2 separate regions of the Muntiacus reevesi genome follow, and region 2 is linked to region 1. The links are chromatin contacts, called in public Hi-C maps. All regions are on one chromosome and are shown on one strand. Each heading gives the region's core, a stretch centred on a gene start, on an enhancer-like site or on the middle of the called end of the contact. The rest is flanking DNA. Distances are from core to core; before and after follow the strand shown.

Evidence for each region. Hi-C and Micro-C count contacts between places; a contact is called where the count stands out from the background.
Region 2: a contact with region 1 is called in a Hi-C map of muscle, with 6 times the contacts expected there. The contact joins the promoter of SRP72 here to the promoter of LOC136153033 in region 1. A contact is called at or near these places in 2 of 3 Hi-C or Micro-C datasets (blood and muscle).

The regions. Positions count from the first base shown.
Region 1 is chr22:42,097,086-42,102,351 of mMunRee1.1, reverse strand. LOC136153033 (nitric oxide-associated protein 1) reads right to left here and starts at 3,290. Exons shown (of 7, transcript XM_065914675.1): 1 at 1,896-3,290; 2 at 674-838; 3 at 1-54. The coding sequence starts at 3,153. POLR2B (RNA polymerase II subunit B) reads left to right here and starts at 2,718. Exons shown (of 26, transcript XM_065914674.1): 1 at 2,718-2,841; 2 at 3,846-4,035. The coding sequence starts at 4,017.
Region 2 is chr22:42,591,394-42,596,579 of mMunRee1.1, reverse strand. SRP72 (signal recognition particle 72) reads left to right here and starts at 3,527. Exons shown (of 19, transcript XM_065914209.1): 1 at 3,527-3,679. The coding sequence starts at 3,571.

The DNA of each region.
Region 1 (5,266 bases), core at 2,041-4,540:
AGGCAGCTTTATCCTTCTGTGCTTCTGAATATGAGAATGTTCTTCCAACCCTTCCTAGAACAAGTTATACTGAAGTTAGCAGTCACTCGTTTAAAGCTTTTGACTCGTAATTTTTATGTTTGCTTCAAACAAGTTACTAAGACTAACTATGGTGTTTGGAGGGAAGTGAGACTACAGTGATACTTTTGCTGTTTCTGAATGCACCCGGAGTCAGACTCTTGCGATGATGAAATGCGTGTGGCTGGCTGTACACATCTGGTGGAGGAGAAGAGTGTTGGAAATCAGTTTTTCGTAAATAGAGGTTGGAAAGAGATACCAAGGAAAGGGGGACAATCCAATTTAAAGCTGTTACAGTTCAACAACGTGTATGGTTTGCAAGTAGGGGGCTGGTATCTTAGTACAGATACTTCTACTTCCAACAACAGCCAGATAGGCACTTATTCACATTTCCTTTCCTGGATTTCTTCAAGTAGCTACCGTCGCAATTTTCCCAGTGCAATGAATTCTGGACTTCCAAACAACAGCCTTGCCTTTAAAAGGTCTCTATGTTCTAAAAAGAGGAAGTGTCTTTTCCCATAAAAAACTGGCTAGCCCTAGAGAGCTGTATTTCAAAGATGCTCAACAAAAAATTTTAGCATAGAGTTACACTAGTTTTCCTATAGAAGACACTTACCTACTAAATAACCATGCTTTTTTAAGAGATTCAGTTTATTTTGTTCTTGTTGACTAAGATTTTCTTCTGCTTCAGTTGCATCTCTTTTAAGCCTTTCTTGCCTTTGAAACATTCTGTAAGGAGTTGGGTTACAAATAGGAAACTTCAGAAGGTTTAATGTAGTACCTGAAATACCAAATACATACACTGTTATAAACACTGTACAGGAAAATGGAATAAAACATTTAAGATGACCTATACTGTCTTGAGTACTGTGATTATTTCTCTTCACTTTCATGACAAAGATGAAAGTGAAGTGGCTCAGTCATGTCCGACTCTTGGCAACCCCATGGACTGTATCCACTAGGCTCCTCCATCCATGGAGTTTTCTAGGCAAGAGTACTGGAGTGGGTTGCCATTGCCTTCTCCAGGGGATAGTCCCTCTACAAAATTATTCTTACTCTACAGTTAAGGCAATAGGCTCAAAGACTGCCTCACAGGCTCAACTAGGATATGAATGCCAAATGTATAGGCCTGATCTCTTTCCATCTTCTGCATACTACTAACTGATATAAAAAGCACTTCTGTGCATAAGTCTCCCAAAGTCCAGGACAGAGAATACAGTTTACCATGCAAAGTTAAACACTGCTTTCAAAGGAACAAATGAAGTAGGTCATTTTGCCAACTGTTACATAAAAACAGGTCACAGAAGGATTCATTCTGCAATTACTACAGGTGTTTCTTGGAGCCACAAAGTTGACTTTTATTTTCAACAAAGCCACACATCATATTGCATCAGTGAATTATTCATATGTTAAATCTGTATAGAATTCTCATGAGTAAACTCAAGATATGAAGGGTAAGACTGAGGGATGGAAGGAGACTTTTCTCCACAAAGTAAAAGGACTTTCTGGAGAAACTTACAAAGGACTAAAACTACAAGGGAAACCTTCAAGAGAGCAAACACTGGTTTGTCCTCTGGTTCACCTACAGTGCTTAGAACAGTGGCTTGAACACAGGAATACTGAGTATTTCTATTTCTTTTGAATTCAAAAGTTACAACATATACTGACTTTGCAAGCACTAAGCTGCCACGGAAGAGAAATGTGAACAAAGAAGGTAGAGAATTTTTAAAGGGAAGCCTCCCACCAGCTCCTGATGGACATTAAGGAAGAGTACATGACTAGGGAGAGTGAATCACGATCAGGCTACCAGCTTCTCAGAATACGAAGGGGACGCTCACCAGGCCAAGGGGAGATGGTGGCCCTGTCGATAGCTTCAGAGCCCTTGGCGATGCAATAATCGGACTCCAGAAGCGTATTGAAAAGAGTGGATTTGCCAGCGTTGGTGGCGCCAACCAGGTAGACGTCGCCGCGGTAGCGCCAGGAGCGCTGGAGTGCGGAGATCAACTCCTCAACTCCATAACCCGTCTTGGCGCTGATGAGCCTCACGTCTCTGAGCACCGTGCTGGACTTCGATGGAAGATTCGCGTTGTCCTCCCCGTCCCGTGGCCGGTCCCCACTGGGATGTTGAGGTCTTCGGTAGCCGCGAGGCGGCAGGAGCCCGGCGCCGATACATTCGTCCCACATTCGCTCCCGGAGCCGCTGCCGGTAGTTGGGAGTGTCCTGGGGCAGCAGGTCCACCTTGTTTCCCAGCACGATCAGTTGCTTGGGGCCCACCAGGGCGGGCAGGTGGGGCAGCAGGGCGTCGGGCAGATCCAGCAGGTCCACCATGTACAGCACCAGGGCGGGTTCGGGCCGCCGCAACGCGGCGCTCACCAGCTCCAGGAACTGCTCCTGGCTCACCTGAAGGCGCAGGGCGCGCCGGTGATGCACCAGCAGCCAGCACCGCTGGCAAACGGTCCGCTCCAGTCCCCCTTCCTCCGCTACCGCGCTGTTAAACTTCTCGCTGGGCAGGTAGCCGGGCACGCCGGGGTCCTGGCAGTGCAGCTCCGCACCGCAGCCAGAACAGTTCTGGCCGCTGGGCGGCACCGTCGGGTCCGGGTGCCCCACCGCTGGGTGCACCCGCCGACCGGCGCCTAACTTCCGCTGCCGCCTCTCCTCCCGCCGCTGCTCTATCCGTTTCTCCTCCTCCTCCTGCCGCTGCTGCAGCTCCCGCAGCTGGTCTTGGAGGGTCGCTTCCGATTCCGAATCCGGGACGTACTCAGGGAACAGAAAACTCTCCTCCAGGTCAGCCCCTCCTTGGTCACCCCCAGTCGCCGTCGCGCCACGAGGAAGGCCACGTCCCAGGCCCGCTGGGTGTCGGGGGGAGGAATCGGTAGCGCATCTCCTCTGGAGGAGCGTCTCGCGGACGCCGTGGCGCGTTACAGTGGGAGTGGGTCCCCGCAAGAAGCCGCAAAGAAGCCTGCGAGCTAGGCGCGCGGGCAGCATGAGAAATGCAGCAGTGGGCAAAGGGGCGGAGCCACCTTTTCGCACGTGCACTGTGGCCCCAGATGAGCGTAAAACTGCAGAGACAGGCCGGGAGGACCTGAGAGCTGTCATTCGTCAGCGTCGCACTGAAGCGCCTCCTTCCACGTCTAATCTCGCGAGTTCCCGCGATGAAGGCTCTGTGGCCCAGAAACCTACTTAAAGCGAAACCGGGGACTTAGCTTAGCGTAGGTCGGTCGAATAGGCTAGTTAGTGAGGGTTTATCCACTTTCAGACTTGTTTAACGCGCTGTCCCTGGCACCACCTGCTGTTAAGAAATCACATTGTTAGAAGCTACGTGTTTGTCTTTTCAACTGGAAAATTAAAAATCGAATGTCGGAGACTTACAGCCACAATTAAAACCTTTTATTAATACATCCGCTTGGCTTTTTTCGGGTATCATTCATTATTCGTGCAACAGCATTAAAATCACATTTCTTAAACATTTTTTTTTCTAAAAAATATGACACATAGTTGGTGTACACAAATCCTTCTTAAAATCTTCGTGTTTTTAAATCTTTGGAACTGAAAAAAATAGAGCACGGGGACAATTAAATCTTTTATTATTAAATCTTTCTTTCTTTTTTTTGGTGCCATTATTTGTGCAACACTAGAAAACAAAGCTTCATTTGCAGGAGCCAGCTCGGAGACAGTAAGCAGCGGTTCTCCCACTCAAGAAGAGGAAACCTCAACCCATAAACCGCGCATGTGCAATACTAACCCTTAACCACCTTTTTTTTTTTTTTTCCCCCCTGCCCTTCGCGCAGGCGCAGACCTTAACTGGAGCCTTTTTGGGCGGGGCTTCGCGTGGGACGCAGAGTATTCTGGGAACGCCGGAGACGGAAATTACTTCGCCTCACTCCGCTGTGGTCGGTGGCAGCTACGCGCCTTTCTGTGTGTGATTTCGAGATTGAGGGGCTCGGGAACCGTTTGCCAAGATGTATGACGCGGACGAGGGTAGGTGACCAGTCAGGGCACTCCTCAGCGACACATTTAAAGGGGGGAAGCGTTGGGAGTTGGACGAGTGAAGGATTTGCGGCCCCCTCCCCAGCCTCCCCCACCACGTCCCCAGCCGTTTCCCCACATCCTCAGGCCGGATCCGAGATTTTGAGAGGTGGAGGGTGCGGGGAACGTAGCCTTTATGATCTCGGTCAGGAGGACTCTTGTTCTCTTGGTTCAACCTGATACTGCCTTCCCGTATTGAAAGTAGCCTGCAGAACCATACGACAGGTACAGTTTTGATTTCGTCTGAAGCAGAGCTCCTTTTCTTTTCTTTCTTCATTTATTTTTATTAGTTGGAGGCTAATTACTTCACAGTATTGTAGTGGTTTTTGCCATACATTGACATGAATCAGCCATGGATTTACATGTATTCCCCATCCCGATCCCCCCTCCCACCTCCCTCTTCACCCGAATCCTCTGGGTCGTTAAGGCCAGCGCTAGTGGATTTGTTGAATAGTTTTTGAGCGTCAGCCTGTGCCAAACATTGCGCTAAGTTCTGGAACTACACCGGGGACAAAGAATATAGTTTCTGTATATGTGTGTATGTGGAGGTGGGGCAGAGTTTGATCTAGTTTGGCATTCCCGGTAGCTCAGACAGTAAAGCGTCTACCTACAATGTGGGAGACCCGGGTTCGATCCCTGGGTCGGAAAGATCCCCTGGAGAAGGAAACGGCAACCCACTCCAGTATTCATGCCTGGAAAATCCCATGGACCGAGGAGTCTGGAAGGCTGTAGTCCATGGGGTCGCAAAGAGTCGGACACGACTGAGCGACTTCACTTCACGTTGTTATATGCCTAAGTAAATTATCTTAAAAAGTGATATTTACATTTTCTCTGACCACGAGATGACACAGTTCTCGATGGTATGTATTTTACTGAACAGGGACGCTATGTCTTTTTTTCTTTTTACATGTAGAAGTCTTAGTCATGAGTAGTGTATTTTCATTGTATATTTTTAATGCTCCCTCTTCCATTCTCCACAACTCCTTTTTCAGAGTTCATTTTTTTCAGCTCCCAACCTCCTGGTTGCCCCTCACTCTTCTGTTCCTTCACTTACTTCATGGAGAAAATAGAAGCAGAAACTTAAGGTCTACTGTTTAAACTTCTGTCTCATTTTTATCTTGCATCTAGAAATTTATTAATATCATTGTATTCTTTTTCTTCTATCTGCGAAAAAGATTAGAAA
Region 2 (5,186 bases), core at 2,278-4,777, 490 kb before region 1:
ACTCCTTTGAAAATAAGAATGCTGCTGATCCTCTGTCTAGAAAATTGCACAGAATTTCTCAGTGTGTTCCACTGGTTCCTGGGCTCCCTTGAAATCTGTCCATAGTCTGTAGGTTAAGAATCACTCATGTAACCTATCAAGGGAACTTGCTTTTCTCATAGTTTTCAGACTTAGAATGTCCTCGTGTGTGATTAAAATAGAGTTACTAGGGCTTCATCTTCACTGTCTCCTTTAAACCTTCCCTAATAAACCTTCCTCTAGCTACAATGACTACAAGTACTTTCTCTGTTGGATTGTAAATTCCCAAAGAGGAAAAAATATAGTTTTACAGTTTATTTGCCTTATGCTCTGATGTGCTATGCCTAGCTATCTGCTAGAAATGGAGGGAATTGTAAAAATCATGTCCTGCTTAGTTTTCTATTTTAAGTTAGATCACATTAGATCACAAGAGCAATTAAAAAGATTTGATCTGAACATCTTTGAACTTGGGATTCTTAAGGTCTCTGAATAGTTGTTATATTTGTTGGCCGCTATTTCAGCTCTTCTGTCCCACCTTGCAAAAGCTCTGTCCTTGTGCAGAACATAAAAATGTCAAACATTGAGACTGGTGTGCAGGACTGACCTTTATTAATGGGTCATAATAATGTTCACCATTAGTTTCTTAATAGAGTATATATATCAATAGTATAGTTCATCAGTGCTAGAGTAAATACTTGTTTAAAAGTATTTTAACTATGTTCTAAAAAGTAACTTATACAAACCTACCTGGCTTGCCATCTTTGGATGTTTAGACTTTGTGGGCTTGTAGTTAAAAAGAGGAAGAAAAATTGTGTCCAAATAACTCACTAGTTTATATCATAAAGCCACACTTAAAATTACTGTTGCTTTAATGCCTTCTGAAATGTAAACAATGCATCCAAATAAAAGACAAAGATAAGCTCTTGTGTGAAGCTTTATTCATTTATCCATGTGTGAAATACATGTTTTGCCTGATTTTTTCCTAGGCCCTAGGAAAGTAACAAAGACAAGGCCTTCACTCTCACAAAATTTACATTTTCTTTGGGATAGCCATAAAAGATAAAGCGGATAGGTGCGAGGAGGCATAAGTGCACATGAAGAATACCCAGGGTAAGAGGGCGGTGACTGGGTATGAGGGATGTGTTTGAGGCAAGCAGGGCAGGATGTAAAGAGCAAGCTATGCAAAGATACGGGGATGTAGCTTCCCAGACTAAAGGAACAGAAAGTAAAATAGCTTTGCCTTTTTGAGGACCTGCAAACATGCTGATACTGCTGGAGCCCTGTGGGCAAGGGAAGGGTTAAGAGTGGAAGGAAATGTAGATGGAAACGAAAACTAGATCTCTTAGGGTCTATGGGCCACCCTGAAGTGTGACAGGAAAAACTATTGGTAGGTTTGAGCAGGAGATGACATAATGTGTTCAACAGGTTTCAAAGCATTCTCTACTGTTATGTGGACTAAAGGAGATTGGTTAAGAAGTTAACTGTAAATAAATAAGAAAAAAAAAGTTAACTGTATCCAGTTATCCAGTTGAGATGTGACCTTCAACAAGTTATTTAAATTTTTTGTGCCCCCATTTCCTTATGTGTAAAGTGGGACTAATACTACCTATCTCAAGTGATGATGTGAATTAAACGAGTCAATGTATGTAAAGTACATCCTAGCACATGAATGCATCATGTAGAAATTTCATTTGGCTGACTGTAGAGGATAGAATGAGTGGAACTGGTTCCACGAAAATTACCTTGAATTTGATATCCCTTCAGCTGATTTAATCTCTAAAAATAGGAAAATAAGCACAAAGCATGATATGACTTGAATAAAACATGCCATGCCATGGGACATTCACAGTTTCTCCCTGCCATCTTCAGCCCAGTAGTCCTCAGAAAGCCAATGAAAACTTACTTTCAGTGGAGCTTTTTGCATTTAACTTCTCACAACTTCAAACAGTTGGGGAAGAGTTGTTAACCTAGCAAGGTGGTACAGTAAAGATAGCAGTGGCCATGAGCTGGACACAGTTTCTGTTCACAAGGAACTCAGATCAGGGGAGAAATAAGCAAAAACTCATTCAGTTAAAAAGTTGAGTACCAACTATATGCCAGGATGTGGGCTAGATACTAGGGATGCTACAGTAAACAAGAAAAATATAGTCCATCTGGAGAGAGGCCTTAAACAATGAGCAGTGCTCAGAAGTAGAGAACTCCATTAGAGCCTGTAATGAGGAACCTTGCATAGTTTGCAAAGACAAAAGAGGTAACTTTTAACCTAGGACCGGATAAGATAACAGAAATACTGAAGGATGAAAAAGAATGAGCTAGATTGCTGGTAAAGAGCGGGCAGGACAGTGGCAGGAACCGGTAGAATCGGGACAAGAAATGAGTGCAGGCTAAGCGTTCAATAAAATGTTCAGTCATTCTCATCAAGAGTACCCAACAAGGTCTTCCCTTGGTGATCCAGTGGCAAAAACTCGGAGCTCCCAGTGCAGGGGGTTGGGTTTGATCCTGGTCAGGGAACTAGATCCCATACACCCGCCACGAAAACACCGGACGACCCCACCCCGCCACAACTAAGACCTGCCACAGGTCTTATATGAATAAACAAAAAAATTTAAAAATAACAAACATTAAAATATTCGACAGTATTCTGTCCTGACATTCAAACACATCTTAAAGTCTTACAAAAACTCCACCCCGCCCCCATGTCTACTTGAGTGCTTACGATGCCAGGAGGCATGAAGTATCGTTTATCCCTGGAACAATGATTATTATCTCTATTTTTACAGCCGGGAAAACTGGGACTTGACTATTAACGTTCACAAGCGAAACATCTAGCGAGTCACAAAGCCAGGAACTGAACCTGGGTATTCTCACCTCAAAACACATTACCCTTCGGGTCTTACTGCTAACTGCTCTCAAAATGCAAAACAAAGGATAGACAAAAGGTTTTCACCAAATTGTTTGGCACTTGATTCTTTTCTTCCGTGCGTCTCCTCATACTCGCTTCTCTGCGTGAACTTGACCCAAAACTAACCCGTTTTCCTAATCACCTTTCAAGATCCCCTTCAAATAGCAATACCTCTATGAAGTATGCCCAGGCAGCAAGAAGTCGTCTCTCTCTCACTCTCTCTCCCCGCTTCTCTCCTACTCTTTCAAATGGTTCCCTACAGTTTCTAGTTGGCATTTTATCACGCCATAGACCTTTCATCTTCCACAGACTTCTGCCTCGCTCCGCCTTTAGAGACCTGGACACTTCTCCGCCCACAGCGGTCGCCCCGGAAACGCACGCTGCTTTTAGCTGAATCTGTTCTGTGAATCCTTTTCAGCCTCCTCCTGGGGTCCGACGCCTCATTCCTCCAGACCCGCTTTATATAAGGTGTACCAACTCTATCTCCGCAAATTTCTAGCTACAAGAACTACGACCGCTGTCTTCGACGCTGACTCCGGGATAGGGACGCTTCGAACTCCGAAACGCTTAGCAACCACCGGCTTCCTTCTCCGCTTTCCCACCTCCGAGATCCTCTTCCGGGGCAGAGGTCGGCTCGCCTCTCCTCCAAGATGGCGAGCGGCGGCAGTGGGGGGGTTTCGGTGCCTGCGCTTTGGAGTGAAGTGAACCGTTATGGCCAGAACGGTGACTTCACTCGCGCTCTCAAAACCGTCAACAAGAGTAAGTGTCGGGGCAGAGCCGGGCGGGTGGGAGGATGCAGCCCCCTTGCGACCGTCTCCGAGCAGATGCGGGAAGGGGAGACCCCAGCCGGCCGCTAGGGCCGGAACGTCCAGCGGGCGCGGGTCGCAGTCCATTTGTTCAGCCCGGCCAGCTCTGGGTCCTGGGTGGCTTAGAGCCACGTGTACTTCCCTTAGCTCCCCCCGCGAGAAGCGAGGGAGGGATTTAAAGAGACCGCAGCTCCCAACGTCTCCTGTAAACTGTTTTTATTTTACTCCGTTGTTTTCACGCCTTATTTCGCAAATACTCCACGTTGCCTGCTTTTCGCTTTCCTTGTAGTGGAGTGATCAAGACAGTATTGCTAAGGGAGCTTTTTGTTTTGGGCCCCAGCGCGGGGGAGGAACCTGCACACGTAATTTGAAAACTAGTGCTGACGAAGTGGAAGCTGAACAGACTCAGGGTAGAGGGAAGGGTTGGATCTGGATGTTAGGCCTGTCATTGCCACAGATAGAATCCCTCCAGCGTCCCTAGACAAGAAAATGTGTGTGTGAAAGCACTAGCATTTGAAATAATGTTGCAAAAAAAGAAAGGTGTATTCTGTTTTTTGTCCAGTAACTCTCGTTTTTCGAGTAAACTGTCTTCGATGTGACGTTCAATTCATTATATTCTTTTATCATTTACTACCTAACTGTAATATAGCCATGCTTTTTAATGCTCTCTGTCGTTCTCAATTCTTTACTGAAGATATTGCCTGCATTTGTTCGGTTTAGAAATGTAATTACCTGGACAGGGTTTGACTGTTGAAAGCAGTAATAACAGACCAAGGTATGTCTGTAACATACAAGTATGAATTTTCAATAATCTGTTGCTGAGTTAATGTGAAAAGAAGTGATTGTGCCCACAATGCACTTTTTGTGATTTCACACATTGAGGAAAATAGCTACTAATGAGAATTATTTGATTCTTAAACTTGTTTTGAATTAACTTTGGCCTTTGGCTAGGCCTGCTACCAATATTAATCATCACTGTAGTATTTTGCAGGCATTCTTTAATCAGCAAGAGCTGTCAGTTTGTTCTCCAGTGTATATTTTCTTAATTGATAGAAAATACTCTGATTCTTAGACTGAGAATTGAATTCCTATAGTTGCCCAAAAGCAGGAGAAGTGATCCTAATCCTTTTGACACTGAACAGTGCTTTAGCATTGACACTTAGCCAACTGAATTCTTCCTTGTATTTCTTTCTAGTTATATTAGCCGAAAAGGGAAATTTTGAATGGTGTTTGGAAATAGTGCCAGCAAAATAAATTGTATATTTTACAGTATACAAACAAACACAATTTATTTATACAGAGTATTCTCATGTAATTTTCTTAATAACCTTGTGAAATAGGTAATGCTTTCATACTCATTTTGCAACCAGAAAGTTGACATTTGGCAGTCAAAAGACTTGCCCAAGACCTCAAGGCAGTTAGTGACAAACTTATAATCAAACCTGTCATTTGCTGCTAAG